3 separate regions of the Hordeum vulgare genome follow, and regions 2 and 3 are each linked to region 1. The links are chromatin contacts, called in public Hi-C maps. All regions are on one chromosome and are shown on one strand. Each heading gives the region's core, a stretch centred on a gene start, on an enhancer-like site or on the middle of the called end of the contact. The rest is flanking DNA. Distances are from core to core; before and after follow the strand shown. Region 1 holds the start of LOC123447837 (chlorophyll a-b binding protein CP26, chloroplastic). Region 2 holds the start of LOC123447843. Region 3 holds the start of LOC123447836 (zinc-finger homeodomain protein 4-like).

The links. Hi-C and Micro-C count contacts between places; a contact is called where the count stands out from the background.
Region 2: a Hi-C map of leaf shows a contact between it and region 1, with 4 times the contacts expected there. The contact joins the promoter of LOC123447843 here to the promoter of LOC123447837 in region 1. A contact is called at or near these places in 4 of 6 Hi-C or Micro-C datasets (leaf and seedling).
Region 3: a contact with region 1 is called in a Hi-C map of leaf, with 4 times the contacts expected there. The contact joins the promoter of LOC123447836 here to the promoter of LOC123447837 in region 1. A contact is called at or near these places in 4 of 6 Hi-C or Micro-C datasets (leaf and seedling) and 1 of 1 datasets of contacts at active chromatin or transcription factors (embryo).

What each region holds. Positions count from the first base shown.
Region 1 is chr4H:51,815,767-51,820,409 of MorexV3_pseudomolecules_assembly, reverse strand. It overlaps LOC123447837 (chlorophyll a-b binding protein CP26, chloroplastic), which reads left to right and starts at 1,850. Exons shown (of 6, transcript XM_045124530.1): 1 at 1,850-2,152; 2 at 2,257-2,341; 3 at 2,551-2,601; 4 at 2,719-2,839; 5 at 2,935-3,069; 6 at 3,155-3,590. The coding sequence starts at 1,945. The coding sequence ends at 3,415. LOC123447838 (protein TRIGALACTOSYLDIACYLGLYCEROL 5, chloroplastic) reads left to right here. Exons shown (of 3, transcript XM_045124531.1): 3 at 1,124-1,422. The coding sequence ends at 1,214.
Region 2 is chr4H:52,113,945-52,118,587 of MorexV3_pseudomolecules_assembly, reverse strand. It overlaps LOC123447843, which reads right to left and starts at 2,490. Exons shown (of 3, transcript XM_045124538.1): 1 at 2,033-2,490. The coding sequence starts at 2,410.
Region 3 is chr4H:51,546,236-51,550,878 of MorexV3_pseudomolecules_assembly, reverse strand. LOC123447836 (zinc-finger homeodomain protein 4-like) reads right to left here and starts at 2,368. Exons shown (of 2, transcript XM_045124529.1): 1 at 2,275-2,368; 2 at 1-1,344. The coding sequence starts at 1,263. The coding sequence ends at 175.

The sequences.
Region 1 (4,643 bases), core at 601-3,100:
TGAACATCCCAGGATGTGGGCAAGATTACCCTGAGCCCTTTGGCCCCGACTCTTGCCCAACATCTGGTCTCATCCTTGATCCTGTCCAGGAGCTCATCGAGCGATGGTGTTACATGATAAAAAATAAAATGAAGTGGAAATATCTAGGGCTAAGTGCAAATCATGGAAAATCACACCAATTTTTTTGGTTCCTCACTGAACATCGTGAAATAACATTTCTATGTGAAATATGCTAATTTAATGACTATCTCCTGTCTTGTTGAAAAATAACCCTGAAAGGCCTAACATGGTGTAAATTGTCTGGACGAATCCTAATCACACAACCTAATCCTTGAACCCATGAGCTTTTAGAGGACTAGTGTACACGCTTCACAGCCTTATTAGTTATTCCTATTTCTTTCTAAAAAAACATTCCTGTCAAGATGGTAACAGGTGCAACAGTGGGATATTTGAAGTGACATCCAAGTATCCCGTGTATGCATAATGTAACCATGCCCATAAAACAAACAAGAATAGCATCTCATTCCTGACTCGTGACAAAAACTGTAATGTCATATTCTGCTATTACTCTATTTCTGACAGCTTCGGTGTTTCACGTAAATAGACCTGATAGAATGTTACAGAAAATAGATTTGTTGGTATTAATTTGAGAATCTGATCTGTACTTTAACACCAATTGTTTTGAGATTTTGATTTTTGTACAGCAAAAACTGCACTGTTTTTCTCGTATTAGACATAACTTAAGCAGTTTTGTTTTGTCATAGTTAAAAATCAAGTTGAGGCCCCGACACTACTCCCTCATCTCTCAGTTAATGCGTATGTGTTTTACTGCAGTAATATGCTAAAAAGTTTCCTGCAGATTGTAGCATAAATAGAACATAATTTGATTTGATGTTTACTTTGAAATCTTGAAGATTATGTGCAAGTTCTCTGTTTGTGGTGAGAAGGAAACTATAAGTATTATCTCACCCTCAACTTAGTCTTTGTTTCTCATGGTTGAGATTCGTCAAAGTTGCTACCTTATGGCATTTGCCATACCCAGAAGATAACTTCAAGTTGCATGCAAAAGAATGTGTATTGTTCCGATATGTTGCTCATCCTTTCCTCCTCTTCTCTATTCCAGGGACACCATTGCTGGTTTGTTTGACGAGTTGGTCGTAAACACCAAAAAGCTTGCCACCGCAACTTCAAAACAAATTGAAAAATGGCACTGAGCTGCACCACCATATATGGCTGCTGCTATTTGCTATCTTAGATGGTGATTAGTTGGATAGAGACTGCCGTGTCACATTGTAATATCCCATTTTCAACATTTGTAAGTAGGCTTGTATTCAAGTAGTGTTCTGAGGTAATAGTAGAGCTTGTTTTGAAATTCTGGAAATGTCGAACATTGTGGTAGTTAAGAAAGAAAGTTTGAACCGATGGATGCTTTTTATGATTGTTGTACATGTCGGAATATGTTCTGTTACCGGTGTTGCTCATCTCATCATCATATGTTAAAACTTGAGCCTGATTTGGTGCTGTCAAATTGTGATGGAACTCTGGGGGTGTGTGTGGGCTGAAACTCTTTTCTTGGTTCTCTCCATCTCTCATTGGATATCTGTCCCCATCCGTTATGTTTGGACCAATTGGTATCCCATGGCTCCTGATAAACGAGATAACAAGCGGCCCTAATGGCGCCACATCAGCACCCTCATCTGCCAAGTCAGCACAGCCCGCCCAATCAGGCCCAGGCAACAGATAGCCCTCCTGAACACTGAGCCAATCACAGCCTCCTCGGCCTATCCTTCACGGGCCCACAACATCCTCCAATCCTCATTTCCAACCATTTAAACTAGACCACATTTCCCTCCACAATCACCCATCACATCCTCCCTTCCTGCTGAGCTGAGCACGCCCCTCTGCTGCACGCCCCTTCTCCCTCCCAACCTTGGGCTTGAGGCAATGGCGGCGCTCGCTCCGACCAAGATGCTCGGCACCCGGCTCGACTTCGCCGGCTCCTCCAGGTATGCCACAGCGGCGCCGACTGCCGGCGCGCAGAAGATCGTCTCCCTCTTCGACCGCTTCAACAAGAAGCCTGCCCCGAAGCCGAAGCCCGCGCCCGTGGCCACCTCGAGCGCCGGCATCGACGACGAACTCGCCAAGTGGTACGGTGAGTACGAAGAAATCTGACGGAGATTGCGCTCTTTCCAGGTAACTTGTTCAGTTCTGAATATTCGTACATATGTATCTAAATATGTCTTCTATTTGTTTCAGGCCCTGACAGGAGGATCTACTTGCCCAACGGCCTCCTTGACCGGTCGGAGGTGCCGGAGTACCTCAACGGCGAGGTTCCCGGAGAGTAAGTCATAGGCCTCACTCCATTTACTCTACACACCATACATTAGTCATGCTTTGCCACAGCTCTGCGAGAGCAATCTTCATAGCACAAGACTGTTTCCTTTAGCAGCATAGTACTCCACAAGCTCTCACATGGCTGAAATGCTCATGTAAGTAAACATAAGTGATATGCATCTGAACCAATTGCTTGCTTTCCCTTTGGACTTGCAGCTACGGCTACGATCCTTTTGGTCTGGGCAAGAAGCCAGAGGACTTCGCCAAGTAAGTACAGCAGTAATCTGCATTTTGCAAGTGTGGACTAATCTGTGAAGTATTCTATCGAATTTCAGAACATATTCTCTCGACTAAGCAATCCTGCCCTACACCTCGATTCTGCAGGTACCAGGCCTTTGAGCTCATCCATGCCAGGTGGGCCATGCTCGGCGCCGCCGGATTCATCATCCCCGAGGCGCTCAACAAGTTTGGCGCGAACTGCGGCCCCGAGGCCGTTTGGTTCAAGGTAATTGCTGAATGCCGATCGTCAGTTTTCAGAGCTTCAGGTTCAGAACTTTGGAAGTTTGAATAACTCACCGTGTCATAAACAACATCCTGCAGACCGGCGCCCTGCTCCTTGACGGCAACACCCTCAACTACTTCGGCAACAGCATCCCTATCAACCTGATCCTCGCCGTCGTCGCCGAGGTCGTCCTCGTCGGAGGCGCCGAGTACTACAGGATCACCAACGGACTGGTCAGTACCCTGAAGTAGATGTGCGTTACGGCAGCCAGGCGTACGTCCTTGTACTGACCAACGGTTTCGTCAACTTCTCCGGCAGGAATTCGATGACAAGCTCCACCCAGGCGGCCCGTTCGACCCGCTCGGCCTCGCCACCGACCCCGACCAGGCGGCGCTGCTCAAGGTGAAGGAGATCAAGAACGGACGGCTGGCCATGTTCTCCATGCTGGGCTTCTTCATCCAGGCCTACGTCACCGGCGAGGGGCCCTTCGAGAACCTGTGCGCCCACCTCAGCGACCCCTTCGGCAACAACCTGCTCACCGTCATCTCCGGCGCCGCCGAGAGGGTGCCCAGCCTGTGAGCTGGCCGTTGATTGCCCGTCCGCCGCCGTCGGCTGTTGATGCTCAGCTGCATGCGTGCGTGCGATGCAGCATGATGTGCTGTGTGAATTTTACCGGGGAAAAGTATGAGAGTACGAATGTGCCGTACGTGTAAATTATCAAGGGCAGAAGAAACATGACCGTTCTGATTTCTGATGGGAGTTTCGGACCACTGCTACTTGAGTAATTTCTCAAATGTTTTCATCATCGTTCTGATTTCTGATGGGAGTTTCGGACCACTGCTACTTGAGTAATTTCTCAAATGTTTTCATCATCGTTAAGAACCAGATTGACTCTTTTTGAAACTTGATTGGTTAAGTCCTTGCATATAGATAGTGAACTTGTTATTGATTACATTATATGCATAGATAGATTACGAATATAATATTGCCGAGTTTGAAGTGCTCAAATTATGCCTAGATCTTACAGATTCTAGGCTACAGTCTTCACATATAGCAAAATTTCCATCTCAATAGCAATTTAAAAAACTTTTGAATATCGCGAGAATATAAAGACAACATGTATGCATCCTATAGACCAAAGTTGCAAATGCAAGTTGAGTCCAATAGTTGATGAACCAAAAAAAACTCAAAAATACTTCTATGAATAGTATTTTCTAAAATACCATAAAAATTGTTACTATTGACAAACAAAAAATACTCGCATGATCTCAATAGTAACAAATTTGTTTTTAGATGCACGTATTTTTGTTTCTCCATTTTTGGATTAAAATTTGATCCAAAAAAATAGACGGGAGAAGGAAAATGCATGCAATGTCAGTGTTTCCTAATTTTATTAAAGTTTTCATGATTAATAGAGGTTTGTTTTTTGACGCAATCATGATTAATAGAGGTTTTCTTTTGAGAAATATGATTAATAGAGGTGGTACTAAAGTTCATGCATGGGCCCTCTAACACACTTGTTTTTCTTTTCTTTAAGTGAGTCTAAAACACTTGTCTGTAAGGTGTCATTCCACTACCACCAATGGTCCCATAAATGTCCTTGATGCGAATGAAAAATTGGAAATTAAATGTGTACAAGCCCATGCAAATAATCTCTTACGCTGAGTCTGGTCCATGGTTCACATTGACCTATGTTTACAATGCAATGGCCCATGCTGACTTGGTCCATCAGAAAGCCCAGGTTATTCATTGTCTTGTCTCTTCTTTCCTTTGTCTCAAAAAAAAAAAAACTCCTTGCTCTAAAATA
Region 2 (4,643 bases), core at 1,241-3,740, 300 kb before region 1:
ATGGCAGAATTATGTGACATCTGCCTGAAACGGGGACACAAGGCTGATGAATGTCCATTGTTGCTCGCACCTAAACCTAATGTGACGATATATGGATCCAGCGATAACAGACTTATGTTTTTTGAAACTCCTCATGCGGTCTCACAGAGGCGTCACTCGGCGGTCTCAACTAATGGTTTAGGGAAGGTTTCGCATGGGGCATTGACAGCGGAGCAGGTGGCTCAGCAGCTTGGACGGCTTGTGTCGGAATCGTTTACCTGGGCTCCCGTCAGAGTAGAGGAGCAGATTTACAGAGTAGAGTTTCCTAGGAGGGAGGATCTTAACCAACTTTTGAAGTTTGGCTTCAGTAAGGTCCCTGGTAGTAAATGTCCTCTTGAGTTTGATGAATGCAAAAAACTAACGCCGAAGGGGAGGTCACTTGACCAGATCTGGATAAGACTCACAGGGGTGCCAGAGGAGCCCTTTGACTTTCTCATGGTCTCGAGTTTGGGTTCTCTCATTGGTAAAACTGTGAAGGTGGACATGCCCTTCACACGTACGCATGGGAGCGCGAGATTGCTGGTCAGTGTGCTACACGTGGAATATGTACCAAATGAGGTTCCATGGACCTATGATGGATCGGTATATGACTTGCAGGTTGACATTGAGGATAACCATGTTGAGGATGTTAATGAGAAAAACACAGATGTAGACATGACTGACGGTGGTGATGGGAACGGTAACCAGGAGCTTGACGGGTCTCAGGGTGCCGATGGTACCATGCCGCAACCGAAGGGACAGCCCGCTCAATCTTCCGAGACACACACACCTAGAGGGTCAGGTACTTCTACTGCTCCGATGGCTTCATTATGCTTCGGCTCCTTTCAGGCGATGTCAGTACCGAGTCACCTATGGGGCGATATAGTTGATGTAGAGGATGGAGAGTATATATTTGATATTTTTGTTGAGGATGGCGGACAGTCGGAGTTACCAAGGGAGATGATTGACAGCACAGGAGGACCGGTACTGGAGATGACCCAGTCTCCAGCGCGGATATATGGCCCGTCGGCTCAGAAGGAGGTGAGGGACCACGAGAGGAGGCTCACCTAGCCTGACCAAATTCACCATGATCGCCGTCCTACTCCCCCCACCCCCAGCCCACATGGGGTAGTGGCGACTACTTTGGCACTGGCGGGATCAGGCGGGGTCATTGCACAAACAGAGGTAACGGAGGATGTCATCGCGAACGCAGCTGGGAATGTGGCAGGAGGTTACACCCCGGCTGCTATCACCACCGAGGAGGTCATCGCTTTCGGAGGGATTCCGGACCCGGATACTGCTGACAGGCGCGTCAGTCACCGGATTCAGGGCCAGCCTCATGCGGATGACCTGCAGTTGGGGCGTGCTATGAGAGCCGCCAAACTTTGAGATGTCGAAGCAACTACAGGTACTGTTTGGATCCATACCTGGTCGTTACTCACGTCTGCGGAATCCAAGGAATTTTTGGTTATTGGGTGCAACCGATGAGAGACGGCAGCACGGGCTATCTTCAATCGATATGGATGACAGCAAACTAATAGGTTAGGTGTTTAGTCATTGTAGGCTGTTATTGTTTTGCTAGATGCTGCCTGTGTCTTTACTTTATTTTTGCGGGCTCTATTCTTTGAGCTCTTATTGGACCTTGAATTTCGTGGAAATTTTTTGAGGGCGATCCTCCTTTTAAAAATAATGTAGAGCTCCATGTCCATCAGCTTAATCAGCCTCAGTGTGTTGAAGGTCAATTAACCGAGAAAATGGAAATTTTGTGCTGATATAAAATAGAAGCCGAAATTTTGTGCTGAAGGTCAATTAATCGTCATCAGCTTAATCTGTGTACTCTGTATGCACCCTTTAGTATGTATCTTGTCCAACAGTTGGTGCTTCGCCTACAATTCTATAGAGCACTTCGAAAAACTGACTGTGTGACCTTAACCTTCCGAAAGAGTACACAGATGAGATGAGCAAACTTAAGTCGGGTAGAGAGTACATGCAGGCATTTTGCCGAGCAGTTTACCTGCGTGAGCTTGGCGTTGAGGAGACCCTCGGTGTACGCGCCCTCGGCCGGGGAGCGGTTCTCGATGGCGAAGACGTCATCCTTGTACCAGAGAAGCAGGATCTCCTCCCCGTCCTGTACGATCACACGGCGCTCTCCCCGCGGGAGTGCCGCCAGCGGCACCACAGGTACCCAGCTGCTGCCCCGTCCGGTCTCCGGTGGCGCCGAGGGCTCGGCCCCGGACACATCGGTGGCGCGGCAGGTGAGCCTGGGGTGGCACCGGTTGCGCGCGTGGAAGGGAACTAGGTGGCTACGCGGGGTGGTGGTTGTTGCTGGTGACGAGGAGATACGGCGGTGGAGGAACGAGGAGGACGCGGTTGTGGTGGTAATGGCCGCCATGGGGTGGAAGTGGAATGCAGGGAGGCGTGTGGGGGCGGAGGGGTTAGGGTGGTGGAGGAGGGCGGGGTGGTTGTGTGGGGTGGAGCGTCCATGGCCATACAGCGAAGATAAAAGGACGGACACGAGGCTTCGTGACAGCGTGTGGGTGTGGGGAAGACAAGCGGACACATTTATAGGTTGCTGTCCAGTTGCGGCCTGAGTGGCCTGGAACGAGTAGCATGAACGAACCGACGACGTGGCCGAGCAACTCCAACGCGACGACCAAACCGACGCAACATTTTGTTGTTCGTCCGTTTGGATCGACCCAAGTATATTCATATTTTTATCTGAATCGACCGCGTCGTTCAACGCAAGACCGATACATTTTCCTTTGTGTAGATTAAAAAAATAAGTTTAAAACATGCGCCTAAATTTAACAAGATTATATATATATTAAACAGAAGATCAACAGTCGCCAAAGTCCACTTAAATATCCATAAACTATAAATTTGGAAACACAAAAATCCTCAAGCACACAACACGCTGCCCTAGACATAATCACCATCGGCACCATCGTCATCGCTGATGAGGTCGACGAAGGCTGACGGTAGCACAGTCCACGAAGGCTCTTCATTGATAAAAAATTGTCATTTTAAGTAGTAGGAGTATCACTTTAACCTTTGTATGCATCACTTGACTTATTGTGCAACTCATCTTTGTCCTTGAAAGACATTTCATGAGTCAAGTGACTTCAATTGGCTTAAGATTCTTGTAGTTTGACATCATTTAGATTAATGTACACACGGTGTCGTATCTTCCATCTAAGGCTCTAAGTATCTTGTTGCTGATGAATTTGTCGGTAATCTCTTCGCTTCCTAAGCCGGCAATCTCATTTGTGATAAGAGCTATCCTAAAGTACATCTCAGCGACACTTTCACCATCCTTCATCTTGAACTTGTCAAGCTGACTTTGAGGCACATCTAACTTAGATTACCTGACAGAATCAGTACCTTCGTGCATATCAATCAAAGTATTCCAAATTTCCTTTGCATACTCAAGGCGGCCGCTTTTGTAGAATTCTTCGGGGCACGAGCAGTTGACCATGATGTCAAAGGCTTGAGCATTGTATTGCAACATCTTCAATTCTTCCGCTCTCGCATCACGATCCGATCGACTCATAAATATATCTTATCTCATATTCTTATTGCAGGAATTTCATCTTTTAATAAGTTCCCTTTTCGAAGAAATCACCTTGCATGCCAATACGAACAACAGCCCAAACGACAGGATTATGACCAAGAATATGCATTTTTCATCTTATGCTTTCAACTAGCAAAGTTTGTATCATAAAAATATAGACCTTGATGAGGACATCAACACCATTGTTACACCCACAACCCTAGCTGCTATACATACTGGACCAGTTACTAGAGCTCCCGCACGACAATTGAATTACCACGTACGCCCATTTCTTGGAAATCCTTCTAATGTTCATGAACATATGATGCTGCCTAAGATAGATATTTTTGTTATACTTATGAATGAAGGACCTAGCATGGACAAGAAGGATATCCGTTGGAGCGGGATCAAGCATGCATGTAGAAGAAGGTGGACGCGCGGGAAAGAACAATGGAGCTTCCACTTGTGATTTTCGCACTTTAAAGCCACCGTAAGGAGAAAATGAAGGCTTGGAGGAAATATTCAAGACGCCACTTTATAAATTTCGTCCATAGGCTATTATAGGTGTTGTATCACCTTATTTTTGGGCCAGGCCCATGTAATTTAAAAATATCATAATGTAGGCTGTTTTTAGAGTTCTTATGTGTGGGGAAACCGAGTTTAGGGTTGTTTTTGGACCCCCTCCTCCAAGGGTCACGAAATACTCTCTCTATTCCCTCATATATACAACCCTTAGGACACCGTTTAGACTTGGGATTTGTTTAATTAAAAGTTAGCCATTGCAACTTCGTGTACTTCGTTTGTGTCCAACGACCAGACCAAGACCGCTTTCGGATCCCCACCTTATCAATACTTCATATATATTCGCAATATTCAGATTGATTTTATCATATTCTTGCTTCTTCTTCGATTGCTTGCAGGAAGAGACCTTCGTGGACAGGTTGATCGTGCTCCAGCGTGGTCAATAACCTCTTGGAGTTGGTTTAGTGATTGCTAAGGCGCAACGTCGTGCACGTTTGTAGTCGGATCGTCAAAGTCATCTCCACCAAATCAATAGCCACCATCTCATCGAAAG
Region 3 (4,643 bases), core at 1,119-3,618, 270 kb after region 1:
ACGATAAACTCGAGTTTGTTTCTGGTTCTCTTCTCTTCTCTCTGCTTCGATCGATCGCTTCGATGGAACAGTGAAATTAATGGCAATGCGGCTTACTAACGCTAGTGGTAGAATCAGCAACCATGGCGCCGTTGACGGACAGGCACCACGGTTAATTTCATCTTCTTTGTGCCGTCAGTCGAGCTTGAGCTCCCCGTGTGGGGAGCTCGGGCCGCGGTGGCCCGAAGGCCCGGGCTGCGACGGCGGCGGCACTTGCATCGGCATTGACATGCCCAGCGGCATCGGCATTGACATCGCCACCGGCATTGGCTGCGGCGGCGAGGTAGGGGGCGGCCTACTGGCGAGGTTGTGCTTGTTGTTGTGCATCCAGACCTTGAGGACGCGGCGCTTGACGCCGATCTCCTGGCAGAAGTGCTGCACCATGGCGTCGTCCAGCTTCTGGAGGCGCCACCCCACGCCCTCCGCGAACTCCAGCATGCGCCCCTTCTGCTCGGCGGTGAACTTGGTGCGGAAGCGCTTCTTGGACGAGGAGGAGCCGCCGCCGCCGCCTGAGGCTAGCCCGCCCCTGCCGTCGCCCATGATGCCGTCCATCTCGTCCGACTCGGACGTCTGGATCATGTTGAGCGGCATGATGATCTGGTGGTGGTGTCCAGGCAGTGGGGGCGGAGGCGGGGGGAGCGCGCGTGCCGCGGCGTAGGCGCCGTAGTGGTCCGCGGTGACGAGGAGGCCCCCGCTGCTTTTGTGGTGGTGCGAGTGCGACACGGCGGGGCCGAGCAGGCGGCGGACGGCGTGGTGCCCGTAGCCGTAGCCGTGCGAGGCGCAGCTGTCGCCGTCCAAGTCGTCGAGCTCCTTGCGGTGGAAATTGCGGTGGCAGCCGCAGGCGGAGCACTTGAGCGCCTCCAGCGAGCCCTCCTCGCCGCTGGGCATGAACTCGCCGCACCCGTCGGTGGCGTTGCCGCCGATGGCCGCCGCGTGGTTCTTGAGGCACTCCCGGTACTTGACCGCCGGCCCTCCCCCGCCTCCGCCGGCAATGGCCGCCGCGCGCTTCTTCCCGGAGCTGTCCTCCGACACAGCAGCAGGCGGCGAGGCCATGTCCTGCGCCTGGGGCTGGGACTGGCCGTTATGGTTGGCGTGGTCGTGGTGGAGGTCCATGGCATGGTCGGCGACGGCGACGCCCCCGCCGCCGATGCCGCCTCCATAGGGCGAGGCGGCGGCGGCGTGCATTGGGATCGGGAACTCCCCTCGGGGCACAGAAAGATCCATCCTTTCCCCCTCCTCCCTGTCCGGAAGGAAGCTTCTCGCTGGTGGCTCTGCCGCTGCTGCTTCTGTTCGCCTTCTCTGCAGCTGCACAATGGAAACCATGAGAGAGGGCAAGAAAAGGCCAATGGCGCCTCCAACTCAACGCCAACAAAAATTCAGTGTTTCTCGGGACTCTCAATACAAGGCAGTAAAGAAAAGAGAGAAGAAAAAGGAAGGCGATGTGTGCGTGAGAGAGAGAGAGAGAGAGAGGGAGAGGTGCATGGTGTGGTGTGGTGTGGGATCTTGGGGACCTTATCAAGAAGATGCTAGCGGCGCCACTTGCAAACCCCCAACCCCAAGCACACATACATAATCTAGCTAGCTAGCTGCTCAATTACACCATACAAATACAAACACAAATACCCAATAAATAAATGCAAAATACTACACAACAATATCCTGCTCCTGCGTGGCCTAGCTTAGCCTCTACTTTGCTGGGCTCATCCTCTTGCCCATGCAAACAAGATTAGAAGGGAGGAAGGAAAGGAGGGGAAGCTTTAGAAGAAGAAGAAGAAGAAGAAGGCTGCTGCTATGCTAGCTGTACTCACTCGCAACGAGGATGGATGGATGGATGATGATGAACAGTGGGGCTGTTCTTGGCTTGGCAAAGCGGGCGAGCGAGCGATCGAGCGAGGGGTTAGTCGTGGACGCGAGTTTTACTAGTTACTACGAGTACTAGTAGTAGCAGCAGCAGCAGAGGCAAGCAAGCTGCTAGTGGTGGTGCTAGGAGATGTTTTTTCTGTGTGGAATGGATGGACTAATGTATGGACCAGCCTGCTTCCTTTGACCTCTCTCCCCTCCCCCCTCTTCCTCTCCCACACACCACACCACCAAGGAGTCAAGGACTAAGAGCTAGCTAAGCATGGGGGGAGGAGGAGGAGCTTCATGGACAGTTTTTCTCCTCTTCTACTGCACTGCTTGTACAGTGAAGGAGGAGAGAGAGGTGAGAAGAGAAGAGACCAAAAGCAAACGAACCTTGGTGTTTGTCAAGGGGTAATCAAGAGGACAAGGAAGGAAGGAGCAAGGCCTCCAGCCTTTGCAGCTTCCACCATGGCACTGAGGTGACCAGGGCGTCTAGGGCCTAGGGCCTATGGCCTAGGGGCTAAAGCCACATCCACAGCGCAGAGCGGCAATACTACAAGGAAAATAATGCTCCTAGTGTAAAGTATGGAGATTGTTGAGGATCTGTCTGTGCTGTGCTTATTAGCCAGAGGAGCGAGCGAGAGAGAGAAGGGATAAGTGAAGGAAGCTTGGGCAGATGGCAAGGTGTGCTAGGCTGTGTTTCTTCTAGTGCTCGCTCGCCCGTGCTGTAAATAATAACCCAAAAGAAAGAAGAGAATGGATGTGTGTGTAGTGTCTGGCGCTTGCTTTGCTTGCACTATCAGGAAACCAAGCAAGCTCTCGTCTCGTGCAGCAGTACTTGATAGAGTGATGGAGGGAGCGGGTTGTGCTGTGTCAGAAGCAAACCGAGAGAGAGAGAGAGAGAAGGTGAAGGGAACAGCACCGGTGGCATGCCTCCACTCCACTCCACTCCACTCCACTGTGCCCGTCATCCCCTGCTTGTTTCTTTTCGACGCCCCTTCCCGTTTCTCTCTCATCACAGCCAGCGAGCCAAAGAACAGGGAAGGACGGATGGATCGATTTAGGTTAGGCGCTCACTTAATCAATGCTCTCATGGGCTCTATGCATTGCATTGCATTCATTCACAAGCTCTCGCCTCGTGCTGCTGGCTACTCGTAGTATGCATTTATATTTCTCATGCATAAGCAAGCGCTACCCTCATCAAATCCCGCTGTCGGAAGATACTCCTACCTGCAATTCATTCATCGTGGACGCTCATCTCCCCTGATCGCGCCTCATAACTGCTACGGCCGCGGCTAATCGGCTACCAAGTACCAACGGCGCTTGTCTCTTCACAAGTTCACATGGGAATTAAACGTCGCGCCAGGACGTAAACTCAACATGTTATCGTCAGGAAGAAGAAGAAGAAGAAAAAAAACAGGACGAGAAAAAAGAAGAAGAAGCCAGGAGTAGGATGCTTTCTGCCTTTGTGGTGCGAATTGTGCCACGCGATTAAGCAGGATGCATGCAATGCAAGCAACAAAAAGGAGGGAGGGGTATTAGCGGCCTCGGTCGTCAGGCTTTAGCAGGGCGTATATAGTGGGTTTGTCTGTATCACACAGGATGCACCATTGTGGCCTAGGAGTTGACCACCACACCCCCCACTGTCCTAATCATAACCCCCCATGACCAAACCACTAACCAATCATCCGTCTCACGCTTGCTAGAAATGTGCAAAGGGTAAAAACAGCGCTCCGATTTGCAGGGCTCTGAACATGACACAAGGCTAGCTGATTAGAGTGATAAACACTCATGTCCTAATCAAGCAGATCCTACAGTTAAATCACTGGTTGACTCCGGGTCACACACAACACACAGGCAGGCACAAGATGCCGCCTCAGGGATTCTCCCCTGATCATTGCCCATCTGGATGATGATTTGAGATGCTAGCAGCTACTACTGCTGCTGCTCCTAGCACACCTTGGGGTGTGCAAAGATATTACTACTACTGTCATCAGGCCCACTTAAACCCTAGCCTTGGATCCTGCAACTTTTTTTTCTTTGTCTGCTTGCTTGTCTAGAGACCAGTGAGCAGTGATTGTGGTCTTTGTCTTGTAACATTCCCCTGCCCCCAAAGCGAGCATTTCTGCCAGGTCTTTCTTTAACAGCCCCACGCGCTTAGGGGGTTAGGATTACGGCACATGATGGATTGGATTGGGAATCTCGCGGCCTGGGGATTGGATTAGGTTAAGATCGCCATGGCTTGGAGGAATTAGATTCCCTTTTCCCTGTGGGGAGAAAGGTCCTAATCGCTTCTTTTGGTGGTGAATATTATAAAGTGTGCTAAGCATGCAAAGTGCACGCAGAATGATCATCTTTAAGGTACAACAAATAAGACACCCTGCTTTTCCTTTTTTCTATCAACTGAATGTTCACCTAGATCACGGGGAATGTTCATCCTAGATATCGTCTTTGGAACAATATGAGGCTGGATCATCCCAGAATATCTCTCCAGCCCAAGGGAAGAAAAGATTAAGATGCCTGGACCCTTGCCCTTTTTTCTCGGGATTAAGTTTACGGTTTTTTTTTCCTTGTTCATTTCAGCTTGTTTTTTCCCCCTCTCCCAATCACTTTATTCTTCGCTACCTATCGGCTTTATAATATTCTGACTTAAACTTCCACGCAAGCGTCTTTTGGCAATCTTGATGTATGATTCGAATTCTTATGATGAGAGGATGGGATCCGCCGTACGGTGCCAAGTTTTAACTTGGTAAACTTGTTTT